Regions from separate parts of the Pan troglodytes genome. Here region 2 is linked to region 1. Evidence: chromatin contacts called from public Hi-C data. All regions are on one chromosome and are shown on one strand. Each heading gives the region's core, a stretch centred on a gene start, on an enhancer-like site or on the middle of the called end of the contact. The rest is flanking DNA. Distances are from core to core; before and after follow the strand shown.

Region 1 (7,316 bases), core at 2,990-5,489:
TTGGCCTCCCAAAGTGCTGGGATTACAAGCATGAGCCATCGCGCCTGGCCTAGCCAAGATATTTTAAAGAAAATATAAGTTTCCAATCCTGATATATTCTTCGCCACCAAAATGCTACCAAATATATGTGGTATATCAAACAAACCAACTACCTAATGCATTAGATGACAAATTTGAATATTCTGTGTGATTTCACTTATGTACAGACATTTCATTCAGAAGAACATTGTGAACATGCTAGTTTACAGGCTTTGGCAGCTGCAGAGAACTTGTAAAGGAAAACATTCATTTAATAGATAAAAAAAAATCTGAAGGCATGGGAAGGGAGGCATCCACTCAAGATAAGCAAGGCAAGAGCCATGGCCAATGCTCTTTCCCAAGGGAATACTTAGAATGGCTCAAAGGGCTGAGACATGCCACACACCTGTTCCCGTCAGTGTGGTTAGAGTGCACACACTGCCTGGCTTCTGTTGGTGAGGGACAGGCATCTTCCTTAGCTCAGCTCTGCTGGACAAAGTCTCAGCTGATGGCTCAGGCTTGCACCCAGGTGGATGTGGACTACAGTCCCAATGCTGTCTTCTACCAGCCACTGCACCTGAGCAAGGCCCCCACACCCACCCCTTTCTCTGCACAGAAGAGTCAGAAGAGCAGAAAATGTACAGAGGACAGACAGAAAACATCGTGGCCCTGGGGATGTCCTCTTTCCCCCCAGATGGGAAGGCTGTCTACAGGCTGTTGCCAAGCCACTGGGTATTCCCCATCCTGTGATTATTTACATAAATGCAGATAGGCTGTGAAACCTCTGGACCCCATTTTTGCAGCACTAACGCTGGGCAACTTTTGTCCTGACATTTAATTTCTTAATTATATGCCATCAACTTCAAGTTACAATCCTTTTGATTAACCAGAACAATTCTAGGGCACGGGTCAGAACAGGAACAGCAGCCTCATAAGAACATTCATCCACGATGTCGGTTATCACTAGTTTCATGAAAAAAAAGGTTAGAGTTGGTATGCGGATACTAAAGGCTAAAATGAAAGAGGGGTTACTGGAAATGATAGTGCCAGAACCTCAGGGGTGTCTTTCAGATCTTCAGGCACCTGTGGTTTATGGTGTCTGCACCTGCATTCAGATGGTCACAGTTCTAGGGCCTTGGCTCAGGCCAGGACCATTGTGAGTCCTTTTCAATGCCAAGTAGCATGGGCCTGGCTTTCAAGGCAACTTTGATTGCATAATGGAACCGTGGAGGGCAACTGAAATGTTGGCACTGCCTTGTCTAACAAGCAGTGACTGTCCTTCATGCATGTGAACTCCTGAATCTTGTTTTAACCTGAGTAGGAAGAATCACAGCTGACTCGGATATCATCTTCAGCTTCCATTTCTGAAAACATAATCTGCCTTTTTTTCTCTGACTCACTTCAGAGACCCCACGTGAGGAGCAGCCTTGCTCAGGAAGAAAGCGTGGGTCAGGGCAATGACTCCATTTATTTACAACAAGTGAAGGGCTTGGGACTGCAATGGTGGCAGGCGAGGACTTGCTCAATGGATGTGCTGCTCCCATAACATGTCTGAAAGGCACCAGTGTCCCTAACATCATAAAATAAAAGCACAGATGGTAACTTACCCAAAGTGACTGGATAAGTTCATGGAAATACAAAAGAGAAGGAGGTTTTTGATCATGATAAAACCAGAGAACATTCCATTGTCCATTCCCAATAAGAATAGTAGTTGAAGCAGGTGAATATGGAGGAATAACTCTTCCCTTCTCCAGCTTGTTCTTGAAGCTGAAAAGCACACAAAGCGGGGAAGCACGTGAACATCAATGCTGTTGTGTCACAGTTCCTGGAATCAAATCACACTGCTATCACAACAATTTGCAAAGAAAGGAGCCCGCTGTCCTTCCCCAGGACAGCTGCACACCAGGTATTTTCCACCACCCTCACTGGGCAGTAAGTTGGAGCATAAAAATAAGTAACAAGAGGCTTATTTTTACTTCTACTCAGGGTGCAGAATCATCCTAATTCGTTGTTTTCCACTCAAATACTCTGTTTTGTTTTTTAGCATGTTATCAAATAAACCATTAGTCCAATTATTAAAATAAACGCTGTAGTTATCTGAGCGACTGTATTTTGTATCCGTCAAATCCACAAGTGTAGTAATTTTACCTTTCTGAAATATCTGCCACGCCACGCGTTCAAAGCCAGCAAGCTACTCCTCTCTCTGCAAGGCACTGAGAAAGTACGTGGAAAGAAGTGGGGAAAAGCACATTTAAGAAACAGGTTTTCTGCAGGATCACAATACTGTGACAACTGCCTATAAAAGAGTGTGGCTACTTTCCCGGCATTCGGTCCCCGTGACTACATAACTTAAGCACTGCATCTGTGGAAGTCTCTCCGCTCAATGCTGGACCCTAATTAATGTATTTGAGATCCAGGCAGACATTGTCCCTGGGCTCAACGACTAACCTTCCTGAAAACACGCATTTCTCAGTATGCGCATAACGCAAATAGGTGCTCACAGGCATCCGAACAGTATGCTTCGAAAAGAAGCATTTTCCCAAGAAGCCCCCCCAACCCCCATCCCCCGCAAACTCCGGAATTGGGAGACACAACAGGTACTTCCACCTCGGAAGCGAAGGCCTTCTGCGACTCCTGCCAAGAAGGGCAGGGTGCCATGCGGTGGTCGCCTGGGCGCGTCCTGGGGCTCGTCGCGGGGCCCGGGCCAGAGCCAGGCGGCGAGCACGCGGCGCTGCATGCGGGAAACCCGGGCGGCGCCTCCCGCCGCCCCTCAGCCCCGAGCCAGGGACCCCCAGGAGAGGCTGCGCTCCCACGACCCTCCGGACCCCCACAGAGGCTCACCAGGGCCGGCGCGCCAGGGCAGGTGGGCGCGGGGGCTGCACTGCGGAGCCGCAGCCTGGGTCGCCCTGGCACCCGCGGTCGCCACCCGCGCGGTCCGCAGCGGCACGCCGAGGGTCTCCAGCTCCCCGGCCCTCCCCGGCTCGCTCCCGGCTTTCGCAGACCTCCCCTGCTCCTGCCCCGGGTACGAGACAAGCGCTCCGCCAGGCAGCGCCTTCCTCCTGGGCTGGGAGCGCGCGGTGCAGCGGCGGCTCCAAGTCCCCTGGCCTCGAGCAGCCCGCGCGACACGCGCGCGACACCCCCGCGGGGTCCGAGTCCACCCCGCGAGCAGCACCGGGACGCCGCGCGCCTCAGAGCCCCGGGGCTGACGCTGGCTTTCCAGGTGGGCGATCTCACCCCTCCGGCTCCCGTGATGGTGGCAACGGGTGTCCCCCACCCCCAACCGGTCACCGCGCCCTGGTGCCCCGTCCGGCAGGGATGAGCCGCCCGGACCCCGCTCTCTCCCGCGCCCGGCTTCAGCCCCGCAGTCGCCAGGGTAAAGTTTGCGCTCTGGCCTGGCTGCGCGCCCCGCCTGCTCTGCACCTCTCCTCCCCGGCCACGCAGCCTGCCGCTCAGGCGCCCCGAGGAGAGGGGTGCGGACCGAGCCGGGGCGGCCGGTCCTCTTCCCCTCTCGCGTCCTCTTACCCCACTGCCCCGGCCTGGCGCGCCCAGGGCTCACCCTGCGCGCCGGCCCCGGGAGGCGAGCCGTCGGTGAGGATGCATCTTCCTTCTCCTCCGCCTGCTCTCGCCCGGCTGGCAGGCGCGGAAGGCCGGTGCGGCGTCACCGCCCCATGCTGCCAGCGCGAACTTCCCCGGCACTCCCGGCGGAGCGGCTCTTGCGCCCCGCGCTCCCGCCGCCGCCCTGCAGCTCCGCTCCGCGCCGCGCCCGGGGCCGCGCGCCGCCCGCCGCAGAGCCCCCCAGCGCCCCCGGCGCACTCGCGCCCGCTCTCACCTCGCCCGAGCGCCACATGTCGTCTCTGGGCTGGAGGATCGGCCCTCTGCAGAGGTGCTCCGGTAGAGGCCGCCAGACGCTCAGCAAACGCGCCCTCGGCCGAGCTGGGCGGAGGGGGAGGGCGCAGGGCCCGCAGCTCGGCCTGCAAGGGGAGAGGCCCTGTTCTGCTGAAGTTTCTCCAGGGCCCTCAACAGCATCTTCGGCGCCTCGTGTAGTCACCACCGCCCGCTTGTAGAGCAGGGATGGGAGGGCAGTGTCAGCAGTCGGGTGATAGAGGCCTGGACTCCGAGAGCTTTGCTCCCTAGAGCCGGCCCCAACGCCTCCCTGCCCAGGCCTGGGTCCTTCCCGGGTGCTCCATGGCACCCCTTACATGCGCATCTCTTAGGCGCTTCTGAAAGAAGCTGGCCTGTGGACATTCTTTTCATCTCACTCATAGACAGGAATGCATAACTACGGGAGGGAAAGCCAGGGTCACATTGGACTCGATTAGAATGAAATCCTTACCTAACGCAGTGTATATCTGGGGGTTTTCTGAAGTTCCATTTCTTGACAACAAGCCGCAGTGGCAAGGGGAAAGGGCCAGGAGCCCTGGGGGCTGCAGGTCGGAGAGCGCGTCTGGGGTGACGGGGCGGGATCTCCCCAGCAGGGCTTCCGAGCCACGTCGGGTCACTGCCTCATTAGCCATGTACATGGGGTCTTACTATGGTCATTACATCGGTGTGTCGTCCGTCCTAGTGGTGCAGTTCCTGGGAGGTGAGGGTGGCATTAATGACAACTGCGCGGCAGCAGGGCCCCTTCAAACAACACAAGTAAGAGCGCATCGTCTCGGGGTTGCGAGGTCTTGCTTCCTCAGGAGGTGGGGGACTCTCGACTATAACACCCAGTGGAAAACGTTCAAGACTCAAAGGAAAGCCACTGAAAACGTGATGGGGAGGTTTACTTACACCATTGTCCCATTCCTTTTGTGAAACTGCATTATTCATAATCTCTTTTAACAGAATAATGGTAAGTAAAGGCAAATTCCTAACTCCCTCCGGGAAAGATCTTTGACCTTCCAGTGTAGGAAGCCTCTCATTTTTCCAGTTATCTCTAATACAGTGTATTCCAAATCTAAGTTACCTGTTAATACTTCTGCACATTCCAGAAATTCTGAAATTTTCTGAAAAACAAAACTTGTAAATCTATTCCAGGAATAGGACATAAATATACATAAATGTGCAAATATACAGGAAGTGTTTCTCTGAATATACATTTAGCCACACTATTAAATAACTGTTTCCAGTGGTTCTTCAGGAAATATGAATGAAATAAGATGCTAATTTGAATTTTCTAATTCTAAAATGGATCACTGAACGTATGCATTTCTTCGTTTTCTAATTTCTCAAAAGATGTACCACTAGGGTGAAATTCCTTGGGAGACATTAAATTTTAAAAAGTTAACAACATGGTTTTATGATCAGCCTAATATAATTTTCACCTATTAGGTGTTGGAATTCTAACACCTAATACCAGCGACAGCTGCTCTTCTCTCAGGATTAAACAGCATAATGCAAATCAAAGAGTTGGAAGAATTGGTAAATTTAAAACTTCACAGCTTGTCACACAAAGTCATTCGGTGTGAGTTTGCAAAAATAAATGTATATAAACAAGGGATGATTTTTGTATTAGCGAGGGTTATAGACATTAATTCTTAATAATAAAAGAAATGTCAGCTGTAAGGAAATATGTTCTTTTGATGGATTATGTTTAAAACTTCCACGTTTTTTTGGTACACTTTCTATCAGCTTTATGTCCACACAACACATATTATTGAATATATAAAAATCATCTTAAGTTAGAGTCATTCTTTAACATTGTATTTCAGCATGTTGCTTAAATTCTTTTCTCTTCCCTGTAATGAAACGGTATGCCACTCTCTCTCCTCCTAGTGTTTATGTAACATAACATAGCCTCACTTTAGATGGACTGCCCTGAGGGGACAGTGAAATCGTAAGGCCCATCAGAACCTTATAGAAACTCACATTGCTAGAAGAGTGCTTACTACCATTTCAATGATTTTTGTTTTACTATAGAATTCTGTATTTGTGCTGAGAAATAATGGGCTATCCGTTGAATTCCCATTTGTTTCATTAGCATTTTCTCTTTATTGAATGAAATTAAGCAATGTCGTGATCGTTGTAGAAGACAGTAGAGGGCACCCTAGTTCCACACAACCTCGGCCTTGGACCAGTCTTCATAAGAATTTCATTTCCAGTGTCAGAGCCTAAAATAGCTGAAGGTGGGGAAGCTGGGCCATGAGTAGAACACGTGTTCACAGAGCACCCACCCCGTACCCCGGTCAGGGGCAGGAACTGAGACAGTAGCTGTGTTTGCGTGGTTGGGTGTGGTAGATGTGGCTGAGACATGAACACAGTGCCATGGTATAAGTGAGATCATGTGCTATTTGTCTTTCTGTGCTTGGCTTATTTCACCAAGCATGTTCTCCAGGTTCATCCATGTGGTCAAAAATGGCAGGATTTCCTTCTTTGTTAGGGTTAAATAATATACTGTCGTATATGTATGTTATACATATACGTGTGTGTGTGTGTGTGTGTATGTATCTCACAGTTTCTTTATTCATTTATCCATTGGCAGACGCTTAGGTTGTTCCATTATTTGGCTATTGTAAAAAATGCCAAAATGAACATGACAGTTCAGATCTCTCTTTCAGATACTGATTTTATTTCCTTTGACTATATCCCCAGAAAGGGGGTTACTGGGTATATAGTGGTTGCCACGGGCTGGGAGAAGGAGAGACGGGGAGATGTGGGTCAAAGGGTACAAAATTTCAGTTATGCAAGATGAATAAGTTCTGGGAATCTACTATACAACATCGTGACTACAGCTAACAACACTGCGATATATACTTGACACTTGCTAAGAGGGTAGATCTTATGGGTTCTCATCACACACACAAAAGAGGGCAGCTCTGCGAGGTGATGGAAATGTGAGTGCATGTGATTGTGGTGGTGAAGTATATATGTATCAGTCATCAAGCTGAACACCTCAGAAACCAGATTTTACATCAATGAATGGATGAATGAACAGATCTACATTTCTGGATTTAAAAAAATAAAAAGAGAAGACACCCCACAGCTTTAACAACATGGGGCATCCGTTCCCACCCTCCTGCATCACCTCCATTCTACTGACACCTGACATGGGTCCTTAGAAGAACATGGTCTATTCTTTTTCACACTTTGCCTTCTTTATGTAACTAGGAAAATAGAGGCATATGGGGCTTTTAAAATGATACTAAATTTTTTTCTAATTTCATTGTATCTATTTTATCTTCTTTAGTGTTTTATTTATCATATCTCTATTTTGCCATATTTCATTTTATTTTGTGATAGCTCTAGGGTTTACACCAGGCATCTTTAACTCATCATAACCTATCTTTTTTCTTTTTCTTTCTTTTTTTTTTTTTTTT
Region 2 (7,316 bases), core at 3,489-5,988, 690 kb after region 1:
TGGGCTATCTGGTTCCTTTTATTTCTTGGGTCATATTTCTCTTCTTAGAGCATAGGGTTTTTTTTTACATGAATTATGAATTTTGGAATCTAATAATATCAGATTTTAGGTGTAAGTAAGTAATATATGATGTATTCATGTTACCATCATACAACAAATCCGCTTTTGCTTCAACATTTGCCATCTTTTCTCGGTCTCTCTCTCTGCCAGAAAAGTCCACCTGCCCACTGGAAATTTTGATATGAAGTGTCCAGTAAGTGCTTTTCATTGTACTTTCAGGAGGAAACCAAAATAAAGTCTTAAGAAATTTATGGTATAAAGTACATAGGTTTGGTTAAACTAGCCTTCTCTCAACACATACATACACATAACAAAAGGTAAATAACATCATGCAAAATTCAAAGGTCCCCAAATTTTTCTGTGGGCTTTTATTTACATGTTAATAGCATTTTATTGAAAGGCTTGAGTGTTTCTCTTCTTGCTGTCTAAAATGCCTTCGTAGTGCTCTCATGCAATTGTTTAGAACCAGTTGCTATAGTTAGCACAAACTTAATTGAAAAATTATACATGACTACCCAAATAAGTAATGGGAAATAAAATTATTAAGATTAACTTCAATAATTAGTTGTGACTAGTTCTGCTATGTCAAGGAATGTTTTACTCAAGCAACAACATAAAATATTCATGAATTCTTAAAGATGGTGATGCTGGGTTTCTGGCATCAAATATAGCTCTATGGTTAGGAAATAGCTTCAAATGCAGCACACCCTCAGGCACAGTATCAGTGTGTGGATCATTACAAAGGGAACACTCTAGTGAATCTACAGAATCGAATCCAAGAAAGCTGTGCATTGGCTTCAGTAAATGGAGCCAATGCAGTAAATGGATGGCTTCCATCCACCAGTAAATGCAGAGGCCATGTTGACTTGCCCTCCTTATTTTTCCCCAGTGTACCACCACTTAACTCCAGCAAAATGGATTCTCAATGACTTCTTTAATTGCTGCTCGAATTTCATTAGGTCTGTCGTCCCCAAGCTTTAGAGTGCTTATGTATCAGCTGCAGAGCTCACCAAAATGCAGATTCCTGAGCTGTATCTTAAGAGATTCTAATTCATTCAGTCTGGGTAGGACCCAAGAATCTGCATTTTGGAAAGCACTGCCATGTCATTGGATGCAGATGTTCCATAAACCACCCTTTGAAAAGCATGAACCAAACTCTCCCTTTCTTCATACATTCTCTAAGCTAAATTTTTAATCATTTTGCAACGGACAAGAGCATGAGTTAGGAAACTAGGCAGGTTTGGGTTAGAATCGTACATCTCTACCTAGTCTTATTAACGTTGGACAAGTTACTTATTATTTTTAATATTGAGGTTTTCCCCTCATATTGTTGTAGTTGTATTTGTCTTTACCACTATCTTCAGTGGCCATCATCAGTTTAATAACGTGCACAGTTTCTATTAAGAATCTTATGGAGGCAGAATTTCTTCTAGGCAGCTGTGTAGCATCCTTTGAAATTAGCCTAGTAACCACTAGAGACACAGGTATTTTTTTTCTATAGCTTTAAAAAGTATTACTCTTTTTTCTCTCTCTTACTTTTTCTCTTCTCTCTCTTTTTTTTTCCTTTCTTCCTTCCTTCCATTCTGATGTATGTTGTTAAGACTATAATTTCTCCTATATTCCCCAAAATATCATAATCTAGCAACCTGCTAGATTCAAGTCAGAAATTTCATTTCTGGAGTTTTTCAAAGGTCCATAGTCTACCTTTGGGTTCATTGAACTAGGGTTATTTTATTGGCACAGATTTTTAAAGATTGTTAAAGTTAATGTGTTTTGACTTCTGCTCCTAGCGTCTTCTTGGTGGTCCCATAAAAAGAAAACTGTCCTAAGTGACTCAACCACAGCTCAGAAACATCACATCTGCATCATTACATAAGAATACTTTCTGATGTATTTTTAAGCACTCTATTCATAATGTCGGTCTTTAATTCAACTTGCATGCTGTGAAATTGGTCTGTTTTATATTTGTTGAAAACTCTTCATCTTATTTTTGCTTGAGTCCAGCAGTTAAATCATTTTTCCCATTTTTTACGGATTGACGTGTCAGGAAATTGAGTAATTCAGCTAATTAAAAGGTCTAAACCTCATCCCAGGTAATTGATTCACTAGAGAAAATGGAAGAAAGATGTGATATAAATAGCAATGCATTCTTGATACTCTTTTGGTCTCTTTTTATTGATTCAGCACATAGTTGTGAAATTCTAATCTGTCTGAGTCGCCTGGCTCAGTGGGTTCTTCCTGAGTGCATGCACATATGTGTAGATTACATACATACAACTGTCACATCAGATTCCAACTATGACAGTAGTATGAGGTTAATCAACTTGTATTCTTTCCTCTATTTTTATAAAAAGCCAGAGAAAACACTGGGAAAATGGCTAGGCAGGCCTGAGGCACAATGGGTTTATGACTCGTTCTTATATGTGTGTAACAGGGTCTCACTGTCACCCAGGCTGGTGTGGTCATAGCTCTCACTGCAGTTTTGACCTCCTTCGCCGAAGCCTCCTGAGTAGCTGGAACTATAGGTGTGCACCTCCACACCTGGCTTTTTTTTTTTTTAATTTTTTTTTTACAGAGATTGGGGTCTCACTTTGTTGCCCAGGCTGGTGTCAAACTCCTGGGCTCAAGTGATCCTCCAACTTCAGCCTCTCAAAGTGCTAGGATTACACATGTAAGCCACTGCACCTGGCCCCATTTTTTATATATACTGAACAACTGGCTTCATAAGAAGAAAATCCAGGACCTTGTGTCCTGACCAAAATAAATTAATAACAAATTTTAAACCAGCAACACATTTTTTCTTTTTCAATGAATTACATTGACATTGATATATTCATTATTTCATTTTTATCCTTGTTTTTAACCTTTACTTATTTCTTTTTTAAAGCTTTATTGGGAGGTATAACTAATATATAAAATCGTACATATCTAATGTATACAATTTGATGAGTTTGGATATATGCTGTCTGTGATCTCATCACCACAATCAAGATATTAAATATATCCATCACCTCCCAAAGTTTCCTTGTGTTCGTGTGTATATGTGTGTGTGCATGTGTGCATGTATGTATATATGTGTGTATGTGTGAGCGTGTGTGTATATGTGTATGTGTGTGCGTGTGTGTATATATGTGTGTATGTGTGTTGACGTATGTATATATGTGTGTATGTTTGTAGTAAGAACACTTAGCATAAGATGTATCCTCTGAACATATTTTCAAGTGTTAACTATCTGCACTATGCTGTACAGTAGTTCTCTAGGACTTACACATCTTGCATAACTGGAACTTTATACCCATTTTCTTTTTCTTTTTTAGGAATTTCAAAATGCTGTATTTGTATTCATTTCTAAGTACCTGGACGATGCCATACTCCAACTTTACGCAGTAATAAAAAAGAACCCATCCAGATATCTGTTCCATCAGTGAAGGCCATTTGATAAAAAAAAGTTCATATCAGTCATACCGGTAAGAGAAATACTGGTATATAAGGAGATAAGTGAAAGAAACTATTTATAAAACAAGAAAATCTGTCACAAACTTGAGCAGACTTCAGCACACACTGTGTCATGCTAATTTGTGATGAAATATAATAGAAATTTTAAGGCAAAGGACAAAGTAATTTGATCCAGGTCTTGTGTTTGAATGTTCCCTGATCGATGCAACAGAAAAAAAATATTAAACGCTAATCAAGGATATTTGTTTAGGTGTGTGATAATGATATTGTAATTATGTTTTGATTTACTTTTATTTTTGTTGAAGTATATTTGACAACTGTGTATGTTTAAGGTATACAATTTGATCATTTGATATACAGATACATTGTGAAATAATCACCACAAACATGTTAATTAACGTATCCATCATCTCACATAGTTACCTTTTTTCTTTTTGGGTGAGAAGCTTAAGATCTGTCCTCTTAGCAAATTTGAAGTATACAGTAAGGTATCATTAACCATAGTCACTTTGCTGTGCATTAGGCTTCCAGGTTGTATTCATCTTGCTAACTGAAATTTGTGCCCCTTGACCAACATTTTCCCATTTCCCCCAATAACAAATATTTCATTTTTTAATCAACAAATTTGAATATGTTTTATGTTGCAATTAGAAACAATTGAAACAAAAGCCCTCCTCTCTGGGGCTCTGGTCTGAGAGACAGAATATAAAAGTTACAATGTCACATAAGGAGAACAGCATGAAATCTGAAGTGTAGCCTGGATTTCAGACATCCTGGTATTCAATTTCTCATGCCAGGCATTTGGCACTGCTGGGTGTTTGCTCCATCTGAACTCAATTCTTGTCACCATCTTCCTGGACTCTGAAACTTGTTCCTCCTTGGTGAGTTCAAAGACAACTCTTTCTTTGAGGCCTTCCCTCATCCTTCTTCCTTTATCAACTCCATGTTACCCTCAACTTTTCTCAAGACAAAATCAGTCATTCCCTTCCCTGAGCTCCCCAAATACTTAGAACGCACCTCTGAATAGCGGCGCCCCATTTTAAGACAGGTGTGGCTTATGTTGTTTGTTCCTCTGATTTGACTACGACCTCTGGGAAGGCAGGGTCCAGCCACTCCATGCGCTTGCAGATCCTCTGGTCCTCCATGGGTACTCAAATACATGTCCTGGGTTGTGCTGACTCAAACAGGAGGAGAGACATCGCCCCCAGGCTGCTGTGCACCCTGTGTCTGCCCCAGCTCGCCTGCTCCCTGTCTCTCTCAGGCACCACTGGGTGGTTTTGTAGCAAGGAATAATAACAGGCAGCCCTCTTGTGGATGAGCCTGAGATTAACCAGTTCTTTTTTTGTGAAAGTTAGGTAAGGTGTGATCATACAATGCCTTGGCCTGCTCCACTTCCCCAGGACTGTCCCACCTTTGTGTTTCAGGTATTTCAGCACTGACGCCTCACAAGAACATGGAATGTCATCCTCAAAGCCTGTATCTGTGAGCTTGGCAGGTTTCTGAGCTTTAAGACAAATAAAATGTTTTGGCCACAAGCACATATTTATGTGATCTGGCCCGGCTGTGATATTGGGTAAACAGCAACTTTGGTGATGAGTCAGTCCATGGACCTGTCCCATGCATGATGTGAACCTGTGCCATGCATGCAGTGAACCTGCACAATGCACTACATGAATCTGTGTGATGCATGAAGTGAAACTGTGCAGTGCTGATGTGAATCTGTGCAATGCATGGAGTGAACCCGTGCAACGCATTATGTGAATCTGTGTAATGCATGCATGGAGTGGACCTGTGCCATGCACGAAGTTCCATGTGTTTTTAAACCCAGCTCCAGCCAAAGTTATGTGTTATAAATTATTCCAGATTAAATTGAAATAAATATCAAATGTCAACAGAGAACCCCATCCACTGGACCAAACCATCCCTAAAACACAACATAGATGAGTTCCAATGTGTTCTGTCAGCCTCATAACTACCCCTGTCAGGTAATTTATAATGCAATTCAAGAAGCTGTATGCCGTTTCCTTACCTTTTAGGCCTCTTTTTCCCCTTTGGAATATCTCACCTTTTTAAACCACAGGAATAAAACTATGGTTAGAAATGATTAAATTTTAACTTACACATTCTGAGCGTGGCTCAGTGTGTCAAGGAAAATCGCTTCACATTTTGGGCAGTAAAGCGAATCTGAAGTATGTCACACGAGTAATTGTCTCCTAGGAGACCGAAGCGCACATCATTGCCATGGAGACCACCTCGGTAGGCCCTCTCTGCTTGAAATGATTAGCATGGATCATCAGCTGGGGTTTGTTTTGGGGGAGGAAAGGCTATAAATACATGGCCAAGCCTTACAAACTATGACAAGTCGTGTGCTCGAGCATGGGCTTGGGATGCAGAGATTTCCAAGTCCAGCTCTGGCATCGCAGGGGAGGACCTCATGGACTGTATCCCTAACACACCCCTTGCACCTGAGAACAGACAGGAGCAGTCAGCACCAGGGGAGAGGGCAGGCAGCCAGCGATCCAGGAGGGGGGCTCCTCCGAAAGCCAGGCTGGGGAAGACTCTCCCCAGAAGCAGCCAGCAGCCATTCCCTCATTTGCCTTGCCTGACCCATGCCTCTCCCTGAGTGTTTCCAAAGGGCGGCAGCCGCAGGAGAGGGCCAGTGTTCCCGAGTTGGCTAGAGGAAGAAAAAAGCGTGCCATGGGAAAAATCTATTCTGTTAGCAATTTTGAAATATACGATACATTACTATTAACTGTGGTCACCATGCAAAGCAATAGATTACTAATGCTTACTCCTCCAGTCTAACTGGAGCTTTGTACACTCGGGTCAGCATCTCTTCTCATCCCCCTCCGTCCCCTCAGCCTATGGTAATCACCTTTCTACTCTCCGCTTCCATGAGTTGAGTCTTTTCAGATTGCGTATTTAAGTGAGATTATATAGTATTTGTTTTTCTTTGCCTGGCTCTTTTCACTTAAAATAATGCCTCCAGTTCTATCCCTGTTGCCACGAATGACAGAATTTCCTTCCCTTTTAACGCTGTACGTAATCCATTGTAAGGTGGTGAGGTGATATCTTAATTAGTTTGATTGAATATTTTTAAAATGTATACATAGATCAAAATAGATACAATTAGTATTTGTCAATTAAATTAATTTTAAAAGGAAGACAAAAATGCACAATGTTCTGTTTTTCACCTAGATTCCCTGAAACTCATTTTTGACATAATAGCAGCAAAATTGCCATGAGAACAGCTTTAGCCATCATATTCATTGCTGTACCCAGCTACTGAACCCCTCCTGTTTCAGAAACAGGTGCAGCGCTAGGTGCTGGCGCTGTGAGCTCAGGAGCCGGGGGAGGCTCCACCTCTACCCTCAGCCAGTGGCTTTTGTTTCAGGGATTGCCAGTGCATGTGGCACACCCAGCTGCATAGAGAGAATGGGAGAGGTCAAGGAAATATTTTGAAGACGTGGTTCGCTAACAGCCAGAGGATGAAAAGGAAAAGGAAAAAATGGCTGAAAAGATAAGTGTCAGAGTGTTGCTCACTCTGTGGCAGGTGGGCCTATGAAATCCTCTTGACTGGGACTTAAGTTTTATACACAACACTGGGAAACGTGTTTTCTGAGAACGCTGTTTTAACTGATGGGAGTCTGGAGGTGATGATATCTGAACATCATGTTTTTTAACCCTCTTATATTTTATTTATTAAGTGAAGTCTTAATATTTCTTCCACTTTTCTTGGGCTCCTAAGAGCACTTTTCCAAGCGTGCAGGGCTCTGCTCTTTGAGAGCTCTGATGTTGGC

The links. Hi-C and Micro-C count contacts between places; a contact is called where the count stands out from the background.
Region 2: a Hi-C map of induced pluripotent stem cells shows a contact between it and region 1, with 3 times the contacts expected there. The contact joins the enhancer-like site here to the promoter of GABRA5 in region 1. A contact is called at or near these places in 2 of 7 Hi-C or Micro-C datasets (induced pluripotent stem cells and stem cell-derived neural progenitor cells) and 1 of 1 datasets of contacts at active chromatin or transcription factors (stem cell-derived excitatory neurons).

What each region holds. Positions count from the first base shown.
Region 1 is chr16:8,628,250-8,635,565 of NHGRI_mPanTro3-v2.0_pri, forward strand. It overlaps GABRA5 (gamma-aminobutyric acid type A receptor subunit alpha5), which reads right to left and starts at 4,240. Exons shown (of 11, transcript XM_009428669.5): 1 at 3,575-4,240; 2 at 2,167-2,231; 3 at 1,626-1,785. The coding sequence starts at 1,711.
Region 2 is chr16:9,313,098-9,320,413 of NHGRI_mPanTro3-v2.0_pri, forward strand. LOC104002228 (a long non-coding RNA gene) reads left to right here. Exons shown (of 4, transcript XR_674423.4): 2 at 3,378-3,527; 3 at 4,314-4,397; 4 at 4,941-5,669. Among named protein-coding and RNA genes, the nearest start is that of TRNAE-UUC, 120 kb to the right of the region's middle. Within about 2 kb of position 4,739, at least 4 of the 24 cell types and tissues checked have an H3K27ac peak or open chromatin away from gene starts, as enhancers often do. A contact at or near this core is called in induced pluripotent stem cells and stem cell-derived excitatory neurons, where this site is marked.